Regions from separate parts of the Mus musculus genome. Here all the other regions are linked to region 2. A link is a contact called in public Hi-C and HiChIP or PLAC-seq data. All regions are on one chromosome and are shown on one strand. Each heading gives the region's core, a stretch centred on a gene start, on an enhancer-like site or on the middle of the called end of the contact. The rest is flanking DNA. Distances are from core to core; before and after follow the strand shown.

The links. A called contact is a pair of places that touch in the nucleus more often than the background predicts. HiChIP or PLAC-seq counts read pairs in DNA pulled down with a chosen protein or histone mark.
Region 1: a contact with region 2 is called in a Hi-C map of bone marrow-derived macrophages, with 3 times the contacts expected there. The contact joins two enhancer-like sites. A contact is called at or near these places in 3 of 484 Hi-C or Micro-C datasets (bone marrow-derived macrophages and nephron progenitors) and 1 of 115 datasets of contacts at active chromatin or transcription factors (bone marrow-derived macrophages).
Region 3: a contact with region 2 is called in an H3K27ac HiChIP or PLAC-seq map of microglia, with 9 times the contacts expected there. The contact joins two enhancer-like sites. A contact is called at or near these places in 1 of 39 promoter capture datasets (stem cell-derived epiblast-like cells), 3 of 15 datasets of contacts at CTCF or cohesin (the NIH/3T3 cell line, large pre-B cells and pro-B cells), 3 of 484 Hi-C or Micro-C datasets (bone marrow-derived macrophages, cerebral cortex and cochlea) and 13 of 115 datasets of contacts at active chromatin or transcription factors (bone marrow-derived macrophages, differentiating embryonic stem cells, embryonic basal ganglia and 9 more).

What each region holds. Positions count from the first base shown.
Region 1 is chr13:45,309,833-45,314,017 of GRCm38.p6, forward strand. No RefSeq gene overlaps it. Among named protein-coding and RNA genes, the nearest start is that of Gm34466, 44 kb to the left of the region's middle. Within about 2 kb of position 1,874, at least 3 of the 459 cell types and tissues checked have an H3K27ac peak or open chromatin away from gene starts, as enhancers often do. A contact at or near this core is called in bone marrow-derived macrophages, where this site is marked.
Region 2 is chr13:45,029,437-45,033,503 of GRCm38.p6, forward strand. No RefSeq gene overlaps it. Among named protein-coding and RNA genes, the nearest start is that of Gm23104, 5.1 kb to the left of the region's middle. Within about 2 kb of position 2,000, at least 60 of the 459 cell types and tissues checked have an H3K27ac peak or open chromatin away from gene starts, as enhancers often do. A contact at or near this core is called in bone marrow-derived macrophages, where this site is marked.
Region 3 is chr13:45,411,785-45,415,620 of GRCm38.p6, forward strand. It overlaps Mylip (myosin regulatory light chain interacting protein), which reads left to right. Exons shown (of 7, transcript NM_153789.3): 7 at 1-156. Among named protein-coding and RNA genes, the nearest start is that of Mylip, 24 kb to the left of the region's middle. Within about 2 kb of position 2,222, at least 25 of the 459 cell types and tissues checked have an H3K27ac peak or open chromatin away from gene starts, as enhancers often do.

The DNA of each region.
Region 1 (4,185 bases), core at 624-3,123, 280 kb after region 2:
GTGGTTTTCTAATTCTTCTTCCTGAAGATGCAATGACTTGTGTTCAAAACCCCCAGACACCCACACTCTCTGCTTCTCAGTCACACCAGCTCTGTGTCTATGCTTTGACTATCTAGCCAACCAGTGGTTGATTTCTGGAACAAGTGTCAGGTAAACACATCGAGTCAATTTATTTGAAGGTTCTTGACAGACCAGTAATGCTTGAATCTGTAAGATCTAGGCCTCGGTTAGAGAGGGTTAGAGAGTAAAGACTTTTCTGTTAACTCTAGCTGGAAGCTGAAGTCACCCGTTCATTAACCAGAAGCACAGAATTTTATTTTTCCCAAGGCATACAGTTGTGTTGTGTAAGCCACCATGAAGATGAGTGAGAGGAACCGAGGGTACACAAGTCAGAGAGAAGGCGAAGTGCTGGAGAAAAGGGAATCCTTGATTGTCTCATCTTCAATGGCTGCTGAGCCAGGTGACACTTTTTATGATGGGTTTGTTAGAGGGTGACGGTTTCTGTGCAGTTCATGTCCCCTTGAAGGGAAGAATTTAACTGAGTGAAACAGAGTTTAAGCAGAAGTTTATTTGGGAAAGCAAAGGATAGTGTGGGGTGGTGAGGATGGTTGGGGAGGTAGAGGAAGGGAAGACGGGAGAGAGAGAGACAGACAGACATACAGACAGAGAGACAGAGAGAGACACACACACACAGAGACAGAGAGAGAGAGAGAGGGAGGAGCAGGCAGCTGACCCCTGGACAAGTAGCAGCTTATTGGGTTCTCTATTGTTAGTTTTATGTTTTTAATCAATATTTATAAGGTGGTTGTCATTCATGGGGATAAGGTGACTTTTGTTCTCCTTAGAAAGTCACTATGAATTGGATCTTCTCATGATCTTGAAAAGTTCACAAAGGGTGGGACTCAAACCATAACACGAATGATATTTTCATTATATTTTAAAAAGTTTTGTGTGTGTGTAAATCTATGTGTGGGGGTTTGTGTGTCACAGCCCATGTGTGGAAGTCATAGGAAAACATGTATGAGTGATTTGTCTCCTTCCACCATGTGCGCTCAAAGATAGACCTCAGGTCATCAGGCTTGGCGACAAGTGCCTCCTTTCGCCTACTGTGTCACTTCCCAGGCCCACACAAATTACAACGTAATGAAGACACAGTCGCTGGCACCTGCAGCCCTTCCGTTGGTGCATACATTTGGACATTGGAAAAGTGTGCTGGTATTTGGGTTTCTGATAGAGTGTGACAAACATACCTCAGCTTCTGTCACTAATGAACATTCAGACCATCGGGATACACAGCTACCAAGATACAGTGGTGGTTTCTTTGGCTCCCTCATGTCTAAATTCCCTGTGTGATTGGGAGACAAAGATGCCAAAATTTGAGCATAGTTTTCCTTGGTTACCTCCTATCTAACTCATTGACTACCAGATCTCAATGCTGGTTTTGCTTATAAACAAACATATTCTTTTGAGAAATAACAGCTGACAGAATGGTGCTGAGACTATTTCCACCAGGAACTGCAATCCATTCCAGTCTGTAGAAGCTCAGACTAGAAAACCACCCCAGAACTTAAGCTAACAGCTCCATTGACAAACAAAGCAAAACAAAAACAACAGACAGGGACTGACCTCCTCTCTGCCTCAGTCCAATGGAAAGCTTATATTCTGCATCTACTGCTGGGTACAACCCAACAGTATGGCTTTTTCTTTGATTTAAGTAGAAAAGTAAAAGAGAGCCTTCCAGAGAGTCCTCAACTACTGAATTAAGCTGGGCATGACTGTGTTGTTTCCAGCTTCCCGACCTTCCAGTGTACAGCATCATAAGTACTTTCTATAACACTTCTGCTGCCTCCCAAGTGACCACGAAACTGTTGGCCACACTAGGAAGTGAAGCATCATGATTCAAGTCATTCTGGGTCACCCTTCCCTTTCATAACCTAACCACAAGCTGAGGAGAGAAACACATCAACCAGGCATTTTGTCTATAATTACATTTTATCCCATATGAAACCCTTAATACCATATTCAAACATCACAGACCAAAAGCTATGTGACTCCAACTCTCTGAATCCCCCAGCTGCCTCTTACCTGTCTGCTACAGGTCCTTGAAGTGAATTCTTATCACTTAGGTATGTGTATCAGAAAGAGAACTCTGTCTCCTATTTCTTTCATATCTCCTCTGAGACCCAAGTAAAATGCTAAAAGGAGGCTAAGTGTGGCTGATATTCTTTTCTATTAAGGAGACTAGAAACAGTATGTTTCAGTTGCCATTTGAAATGCGGCAAATTGAAAAATACACACATTCATGTAATACCTACATTAGACACCTCCAAGTAAAAACTCAAAGAAAGGGAAGAGTTGATAGATGGGCAACTGTCTCTTATTTAAATAAAAACCGATTTGGATCATCAAATGCCTGCAGTAAACAATTTCCAAATGTCTCCTATGTGGCAAGTTCTGTATAAGTTACTGACGTGATAATGCTGGAGCATTCTCCTCCATAACTCAGTCACCTAAGTAAAACATTGACATTTAGTGCAGTGGTCTGAAGATTAGTGATGGATGCATATGGGTTCTTTATGCCTGGCCCAGCCTTCAGTCCGGAGGTTCACTGTTTGTCAGCTGTCTGCTGGGGTGGTCACGGTTAACTGAGATCTACATTTTCATCTTCCAGCCAGCTAGCGTGGGCACATTTTCATGGTGTGCAGAAGGCAGAAGGCCAGTGTTAGTTGCTTGGCAATCCTGTCTCAAAGTAAGTGCCCTGGATGGACCCAGAGTAGAGAGTATGAGAGAGCATTGCAAATCTACAAAGAACATGAATATTTGAAGAAATAAAAAATTTGAGGCTGTAAATGCCCTCTTCTCACAGATTCTGTGCCAATTTAATAAAGGCTACCTCATCCTCATTGAACTTCACGCTATCATAGAAGTCATTACTGTTGTACCTATTCAATAGTAGTGACTATTATCAGAGAAAATTACTAATGAGCTGGTAATTAGCAGAATTAATAGTTCCTATATTATAATGGTCTTCCATGTCCAAATGGTTTTGTAGGGTTTTTAAAAAGTGTGTGTGTCTATATGTGTGTGTGTGCGTGTTGGATTCCTAAAAAGACCAAAAAAGGGTATTGGATACCCGGAGATAGAGATACAGGTAGCTGTAAGCCTCCAGATATGGGATCTAAGCCTGAATCCTCAGGAAGACCCACAAGTGCTCTTAACCACTAAACCATGTAACCATGTCTCCAGCCCACATTCACTTGTTTATAAAAATATGGAAGTTTTGGGAGGGTTTGGAAAGAATGTATGGGATATAAGAAGGAAATAATTTGTTCTTATTCTACTTAACTCGGTTCATAATTCTTTTCCAAAAGAGATGGGCCTACCATATTTGAGTTATGCCAAATCAAAATCAAAATAAAAGAAAGGAGATGAAAAAAATTCTTCCTGATTCAAATACACACACATACACACACACACACTCATACACACTCACACACATACACACACACACTCACACACACACACACACACACTCACACACACACACACACACTCACAAACACTCACACACACACATACACATACACACACACATACACACATACACACACACGCGCGTGCGCACACACACACTCACACAGCTGCTTTGGGGATTTGGATGGGGAACAGCCAAGATGTTCCACATTTTATAAAGGTAAAGTAATTAAAAGAATCCAGCAGTGTCACCTGAATAAACACATCAGCAGAAAATTAGACAGTAGAGAAGTAGGTTAGAGTCCATCCAAGAATGCATCCTCTCATTACAGTGACAAGTCAGATCAGTAAAGAAGCAATAAAGTCACTTAACAAATGATGTCAATATACTCAAATAACTACCCGATAAGTTACTACTATATGCTTGTGATAGCCTACACTACAAAATTCCACATCTGTCAAAGGTGTGAAATCATAATTTTATGAGAATAAAACATGAAAATACTTTAAAAACTAATTATATAAAACGGGGAAAGATTTCTGGTCTTGCACAAAAAGCCATGTGTCACCTGGAGCCAGGTGAGAGACAGGAGTGTGACTCACAGCTGTCCCATTGAGGGGTGGTAAGGCTGCCGGATGAAGTTTTTCCTGAGAACTACTCTTGCTGGAGGCTCCTCCCCAGGGCAACAATTCACAGCTCTTCTGACTTTA
Region 2 (4,067 bases), core at 750-3,249:
GGGCCAAAAAGGGGGAGTGGGCGGGTAGGGGAGTAGGGGTGGGTGGGTAATTTTGGTATAGCATTGGAAATGTAAATGAGCTAAATACCTAATTTAAAAAAAAACTGTAAAATTGGGGGCTGGAGAGATGGCTCAGCCGTTAAGAGCACGGACTGCTCTTCCAGAGGTCCTAAGTTCAATTCCCAGCTACCACATGGTGGCTCACAACCATCTGTACAGCTACAGTGTGCATATATACATAAAAACAAATAAATAAAGCCACCATGTGGTTGCTAGGAATTGAACTCAAGACCTTTGGAAGAGCAGTCCATCCTCTTAACCACTGAGCCATCTCTCCAGCCACCAACATCCTTGTTTCTTATGCCTTTGGATTGTTATCTTGTGGCTGTTTTGTCTACTATTCATGTTCAGGCTTTTGTATATGGACCCGTTTTTCATTTCTTTGTGGAGGGTGGGGGTGGATGTACATAAGAGTAGAATGCTCAAGCATATAGTGGTTCTATATCAAATGTTTGGAAGTAATGCCAAACTGATTTCCACAGCACTTGCAATGTTTCATAATCTCATTAGGAAAGTATCAGATTTCAGTTTCTCTGTGTCCTCATCATCATGAGATATATTTTGAAAAGTTTTCCTGGAACTCTGAGACAGCTCAGGATAGTTTAAATGATCTGGTTGCTTGAACATCATTTTTACCCTCAACTTGGGATCACAGAACTGTTAATATAGAGCAGTGTTTCTTAGTCAGGGTTTGTATTCCTGCACAAAACATTATGACCAAGAAGCAAGTTGGGGAGGAAAGGGTTTATTCAGCTTATACTTCCACATGGCTGTTCATCACCAAAGGAAGTCAGCACAGGAACTCACACAGGACAGGAACCTGGAGGCAGGAGCTGATGCAGAGGCCATGGAGGGGTGCTGCTTACTGGCTTGCTTCCCCTGGCTTGCTCAGCTTGCTTTCTTATAGAACACAGGACTACCAGCCCAGGGATGGCACCACCCACAATGGGCTGGGCCCTCCCTCCTTGATCACTAATTGAGAAAATGCCTTTCAGCTGGATTTCATGGAGGCATTTCCTCAAGGGAGGCTCCTTTCTCTGTGATAACTCCAGCTTGTGTCAATTTGGCACACAAAACCCAGCCAGTGCACAGTGTTTCTGCACTGAGAACAACGCCGAACACCTATTTATCCCGCATTCACACCTGTTTAACCTTACGGCTGTTTTTGACGATCCATTTCTCTCTCTCCACCATGCAATTCCAATCTTGTGAAAATTCCCATTTGCTCTCATCATTTCATAAATCTCAAAATTGGACCAAAAAAAATCATAAGAGACAAGACTTGAACGTAGGTTCATTTGTGTGTATTGTTTTTGTTTTTGTGATACCGAGGGGTCCATGAATTTAGATTGCAGAAATCCAAAGTAGAGACTTGGTCTCCCACCCACGCGTAAAGGGCACCTTATCTGAATGGGGTCCCTTGCACTGAGAAAGACAAGTTGTTTTAAAAAGTGTAGTTAGTCTCTATCGTCAGCAGAGGGCAGACCTCAGCAGCCTGAGAGCTGGTAGCCAGGATGCGATCTTGACACCGCGTTGCGTCTCTGAGGGCCTGCAGGGGGCGCTGCAGCTCACATCAGCTGCCAAGGACGCTGCCGTCACCAGCTGCTGGCTTCTGGCTGTTGCTACTGTTCCTCACATGAAGCTGGGGGAAAGAATTCATCATTTGAGAGGTTGAGAGAGGAAAGGGCACGCTGCTGTCTTCCTCAAGACACTGGCCTGCTGCAGACATCCGGGAGGTTTACATTTTTGGGATTCAATTCGGTCATCTGAATTTATCATGGCTACAAAGAATATAAAGTCAAAGAAAAAAAATTGTATGTTAAAGTTTTCTAGTGACAGTGTACTTTTCTGAACACGGAACTAAAAAGGATAAACAGCCGCGGGCTAGGGACAAGGTTGAGTGACCCCCATCAGGACCTCCACGGGAACGTTTCCTGCTGTGAGTCAGTTTCTTCAGGGAGAGCAAGAGATGGAAACTCCATCTGACAGACCTGATACCGACTCTGGAGTTCTAAAATAGAACTCTGACACGTTTGGGCTAAACGCCTTCTCCTAGGAAGCAAGATTCTCGGCTCTGCATTTCAGAGGCAGATACTGGGGAAGACTGGTTGCTTGGGTTTTTAGGGTTTCTTGAGGTTCATCCGCATCTAGAACTGATGTGTGAATTGTGTTATTTCTTGGCCTATCATGCCTATATGCAAGCTATTCTGCTATAATAAATGAGGCTATTTAACTTTTTTTTTCTGTTTTCTTTTTCTTTTTTTTCTTTTTCTGTTTTTGAGAAAAAGTCTTATTCTACAGCCCAGGCTGGCTTGACATCCTGTAACCCAAGCTGTCCTCAGTCTGCTGACACCGCTCCCCGCTCAGCTCTCAGCCTCCCTCAGTGCATACACTACGTCCCCTTAAAGGACTTAACACTTTTGAGGAAGTCTTTATGGTCCTCGTTTTTTTAAAAACAAGAAAGCCACAGCTGTTAAAGTTCAAAGTCACGGAGTGAACCCCTGACAGAGGAGAAAATGCCACAAAATGGCTAATCTCCCTTCAGGGCTGTTGACAGTTAGTGTGCTAGTATCAACCGGTGTTATCACATTCCTCAGAAGAGGCCTGGCAGATGAGGGGCAGGATGCCCACTTACATTTAGATTCCCGGCAAAGAGCAAATACCCTTTAGTCACACCCAAAATATTGCACAGGACATGCATACTTTTCCCGACCCCAGTAGACAGTTGTGGAGGAAGAGATTTCTCTCTCCTCCCATCACTAGATTTCGATTGGAGACTTACAACAGATTAACAAGAGAACAGTATAACAAATTGATTTTGTGTGTGTGTGTGTGTGTGTGACCTGGGAGACCAGAAACAAAGGCCCAAAGAATGAGAGAAGTTGTTTTTATCTGTGTGTGTGTGTGTGTGTGTGTGTGCCTCTCTCTGTCTCTGTGTGTGTGTCTGTCTCTGTCTCTTTCTGTCTCTCTGTGTCTCTGTCTCTCTCTGTGAAGGCATCTCTGAGTATCTTCTTCTATCCTGCTCCATTTTACTTTTTTGAGACAAGATCTCTTCACCAACCTGGAACTTGCTGTTTAGCCCAGATTAGCTGACCAGCGAGCCCCCGATTTCCTCTTGTCTGCCTCTGGGTGAGATATAGGTGCAAGAGATCTGACCTCAGACCCTCAGGCTTGCTCACTAATTACTTTATCCATTGGGCCACGCCCCATCACTGAGATACTGTAATCTTGTAGGCACTTATGTAGAGGTATGATTGCTCAAAAGGATGTGATCTGAGGCTGATAGGCTGGGAGAACTCAGACACTTCTCAGTGGCCCTGGAGCTTTGGAGAGAAGGGTGCTCCTTTACCTCCAGTGTAGGAAGAACGCCTATCAAATGAAGGACTTGAGATCTGTTTCAGGATGGAAGGGGGTCGGGGGAGAAAGAGTTTCCTGCTCTGTTAGTTACTTTATCATCGTGCTAGCCAAATACCTTTTGGGAATAAAGGAGGAGGATGTATTCTGGCTCATGGTTTCATAGGGTGCAGTCCGTACTTACTGGTCTCCATCACAGCACCAAAGACTTAAGCAGAACATCATGTACCAGGAGTAGAGGGCGGCTGTTTACATCACAGAGGCAGCTAGTAAGAGTATGCGTGGATTGTGCGTGGCCGGTCATACTTTTAGTCCAGTACTTGGAAGGCAGAAGCAAGCAGATGTCAGCAAGTTCCAATCCAGCTTGATCAACATAGGAAGGTCTCTCTCTCTCACACACACACACACACACACACACACACACACACAGACACACACAGACACACACAGACACACACACTACCAGAGACCTAACCCCCTACCCTGACTATTTTTCTAACTAGTTCCCGCCCCTTAAATTCCCACCTCTTAAAAAACCTCCGTCATTTATGGGCTGAGCCTGCAGATCACTAATCTATATGGGACATTTCTCAACCAAACCATTTCTGTTGTTTTCTTAATGCTAAGATGCTGTATTTTGTTATGTCCTGAAC
Region 3 (3,836 bases), core at 972-3,471, 380 kb after region 2:
TGCCTTAATGTAGCAGTAATGTGTTTATGCATTTGTTTCTTTGCACAGACATTTTGTCAGATATTAAAACTCTACTTTTTTATGGCACATATTAGCATATAAGCCTTTATTCCAAGAGGTATTTATTTTTTCACTTGTAAAAAAAATAATGTTTCCACATTTAAAAAAAAAAAAACTCTGTTATATCCTAGAGGACTTCTGTCTTTTATATTCAGGATAATAAAGACTTTAAAGCAAACTGGGCCTTTGTGATCTTATGGTTATTGTCACGTAGGCCATTTTGCCATTGAGTGAGCACTTCACCTCAAGGTTGGGACATTTAAGGTGTTAAGGTGGCTTCACTGAGAGGATCTGCCCAGGTCTTCTATCATCTGTTTTTGGACATACAAGGTTTGAAGGTAGGTGAACAAGATTCTGTGACACACATGGTGTATGCAAAGGATAGCTTGGGGAGGAGGGAAGCAAAGTGGCTCACCCAGTAAAAGATTTTGCTACATAAGTGTGATGGCCTGAGTCATCATGGAACCCACATGAAGAGGAGAGGAAAGATCCAACTCAGCAAAGTTGGCTTATGACGGTCACACATGGGGCTCGCAAGGCTCAGTCACAGCAGAAACATACTGTGGTGTCCGGGACTGCCTTCCTACAGTACTACTGCATGCTTCTGCTGGGCTGTGCTGGTGTGTGCACATCTATGCTGAAAATGCTTTGTATGGTAGAGTATTTTAAACTATCTGTAACTGATACCTTTACAATTGGGAGACAGACCCCAACACAGCCTCCCATTGGTTTCTAGGAGTCAGCTCATTTATTCAACATATTTATTAGACAACAACTCAATGGTTAATGAGCCCCAGAACTTTCAAAGAAAAACAGTCAAAGACACAATTTATCACATACCCAGAGCAGCAGCAGAGTATTGGGTGTCTTTGGGATTTACAGTGTCTGTGTAGTGCCTGTGACACGCATGGGTGCTTCCGTATGGAAGTTCAGTGATGTTCAGGTTTGTGTACATGACTGTCTCAGAATGATAACCAGGATGAATGGGTGGGTGAGTGACAGGTCAACAAATAACATTGCTTGTACTCCATGGGCCAGGGACTTAAGCTTAGCAACCAGCATGAAAACCCATGTATTACTTGGCTTTCTAGAAGCATAAGGGACGACACACTGCTGAGCATAGGAGATACTGACTACCTCTGCTTAGGGTCCAGGGTAAACATGCTTCAGTAGGACCTTTGAGCAAGACTTGTATTCTGTAGATGGGGGAAAAGCCGTATGGCCCCTGTCAAGGCTACAATGCAGCCAGCCAGTGGGTCTTGCCCAGGCTCACATATCAATGCACTGATAAGAAATTAGGCTCTGAAGGAATATGTGGCATGGGGAAACAGTGAGGGGAACCTTCAATTCCAGGTTTGACTTTGGTACTCTCTACTGCCTTCAGAGGCAGGAACTGGCAAGACAGGAAAGCTTGTACAACAACTAACACATGAGACAGAGGAGAGCAGAGAGACAACTCAGTTTTGATTATGTCTTGACATGAAGAAAACAAGGAAAGTGGGCCAGAGAGATGGCTCAGTAGGCAAAGACTGACAAAGTGGAAGATGGATGGAGAGATGGCTCAGCCGTTAAGAGCCCTGGCTGCTCTTGCAGAGGACCTTGGTCAGATTCCCTGTACCCACATGGTGGTTTACAACCAATTGGATCCCCCATTTCCAGGGGATCTGATGCCCTCTTCTGGCCTCTACATGCACCAGACATGCATGTGAGACACAGACATACATGCAGGCAAAATAGTCATACACATACTTTTTTTTTAAGGTGGATGGAGAGAAATCAGTAAAGTTGTCCTCTGACCTCCACATGCTCCCCGTGGCATGTACACACACAGACATACCATGCGTGCACACAATGATCAAAGAATAAGATTTTTTTAAAAAGGGTAAGACAAATGAAAAGACTTGATGAGGCGTGTCATAAAGATTGAAAACAACTGAAAGGAGAATCCATAGGGGGAAGGGGTTAGTGACTTGTTGCTATGACCAGATACCTGTGTCAAGAAGCAACCTGGGAAAAGAAGGATTTATTTGGACACACACTCTAAGAGGAGATGCATCTACTCCATCAAGGAGAGGGAAACATGGTAGCAGGCACATGAGGTTGCTGGTCGTGCTGAGCCTGCCAGCAGAGAGCAGACATTGGACAGGAAGTGGGCTAGGCTATGAAACCTCAGAGACCCACTCTTTTTAGCAGGACTTTTCTCCCTTAAGATTTCACAGTCCTTCAAGCCAGCCCCACCGGCCGAGGACGAAGTGTTCAGATATATGAACCTAAGGGAACTTTTTACATCCAAACCACAGTAGGAGGGATCCTCAGGAACAGAAAGGAATTTGCTTTGTTTGGATCCTGGAAAGCTAACAGAGGCCCTACTTAGAATCACCTGGAACTGGTTAGAAGCCAGAGTCAGACTTCCGGGGTCGGGACTTCCGGGGTTGGGACTTCCCGGGTTGAGAAAGAAAGAAGCCCTTTGTGTTAAAGATGTGAAAGTGACCAAAGAAGCAGCTGGTACCCCCAGAGGAGGCGGGGCTAAAACGTGCTCTTGGAAGTTGTTTTGTTAAAAAGCAAACATTTGTTTTTGGTTTTTCCCCTTGGGCCTTCAAGATAACTAAAAAATGAAAGCCGAGCACCTCTGCCTTCTTTTGGTCCCTGTCTCCAGGCTAAAGAGACAGAGACAGAAATCAATGTCCTTAATCTGACCTCCAGAAGTCATCTTGGATTCCCAGCACAGCAGAAGACCACCAGACAGAGAGGCCACGCCCAAAGATGAGAATAATTACCCATGAAAGTCAGGCTGTACCCTAGAATGATCGTGTGGGGGCCATTTGATGCCTTTAAGTCATGACAGCCATAAGGAAGGACTTCTTCAAAACCCTTCACTAGAATAAGACAGAGACCAACTGATTGGATGTTTGATTATGCACACCCCTGTTTTCCTGCCTCGGTTCCTCCTCTATTTAAATCCAAAGCTTATGCCAGTAGTGAGGGGGGAAAAGAAAGAAGGAAGGAAGGAAGGAAGGGAGGGAGGGAGGGAGGGAGGGAGGGAGGGAGGGAGGGAGGGAGGAAGGGAGGAAGGAGAAAGACATGACAGTTCCTCAGTATGGTGAAGGAGAAAGTTTATTATAGAGATGTGGGAGAGCATAGCCAGAGGCTGACACATCTGGGAGAGTCCAGAGTGGTTGTGACCCTGAACCTCCTGGTGAGAGGGGGAGGGGAAGGGAGAGAGTGGAATGGAGCCCGGTACATCAGCCAGGAGGCCAAAGGTGCAGAAGAAAAGAAGGGGCAGGTAACCAAAATGTCTGGATTATGTAAGGAAGAGCCTCTGGGGGAAGAACAGCCTAGCCCCTGGGCTTGAAAGTTCATGGTAGAGGACGGGGTATGTCAGCCATATGCTGTAACAGGTAGGAACTGAGGGATACTGGGAGAACCTGGAGGCCTGATCCAATTTGAAAGGTTAAGTAGGCACCTCAGCCACTTGTCCTGGGTCTGAAACTTAACAATTACCCCAAAGGTGCCCTTAGGGTCTCCAGGCCCCTTTCTTTATCCCTCCTCCCAGTGTGATCACATTGAATCTGTTTTCACCTTAGCTGACATACTGGAGCATAGAGCCAAGCCTATGAAACCCCACCATAGGCCCAGCAGTGTTCTGGCTCTGTGGTTTGGATGGGAGCACATGGGTCAGCAAAGAGAGAGAGATAAACAGGGATTTCCAGGACCTTTGAAGCCCAATGGGCTGATGACACTCAGGGCTGGCTGGCTAATGATCCACTTGACAACAC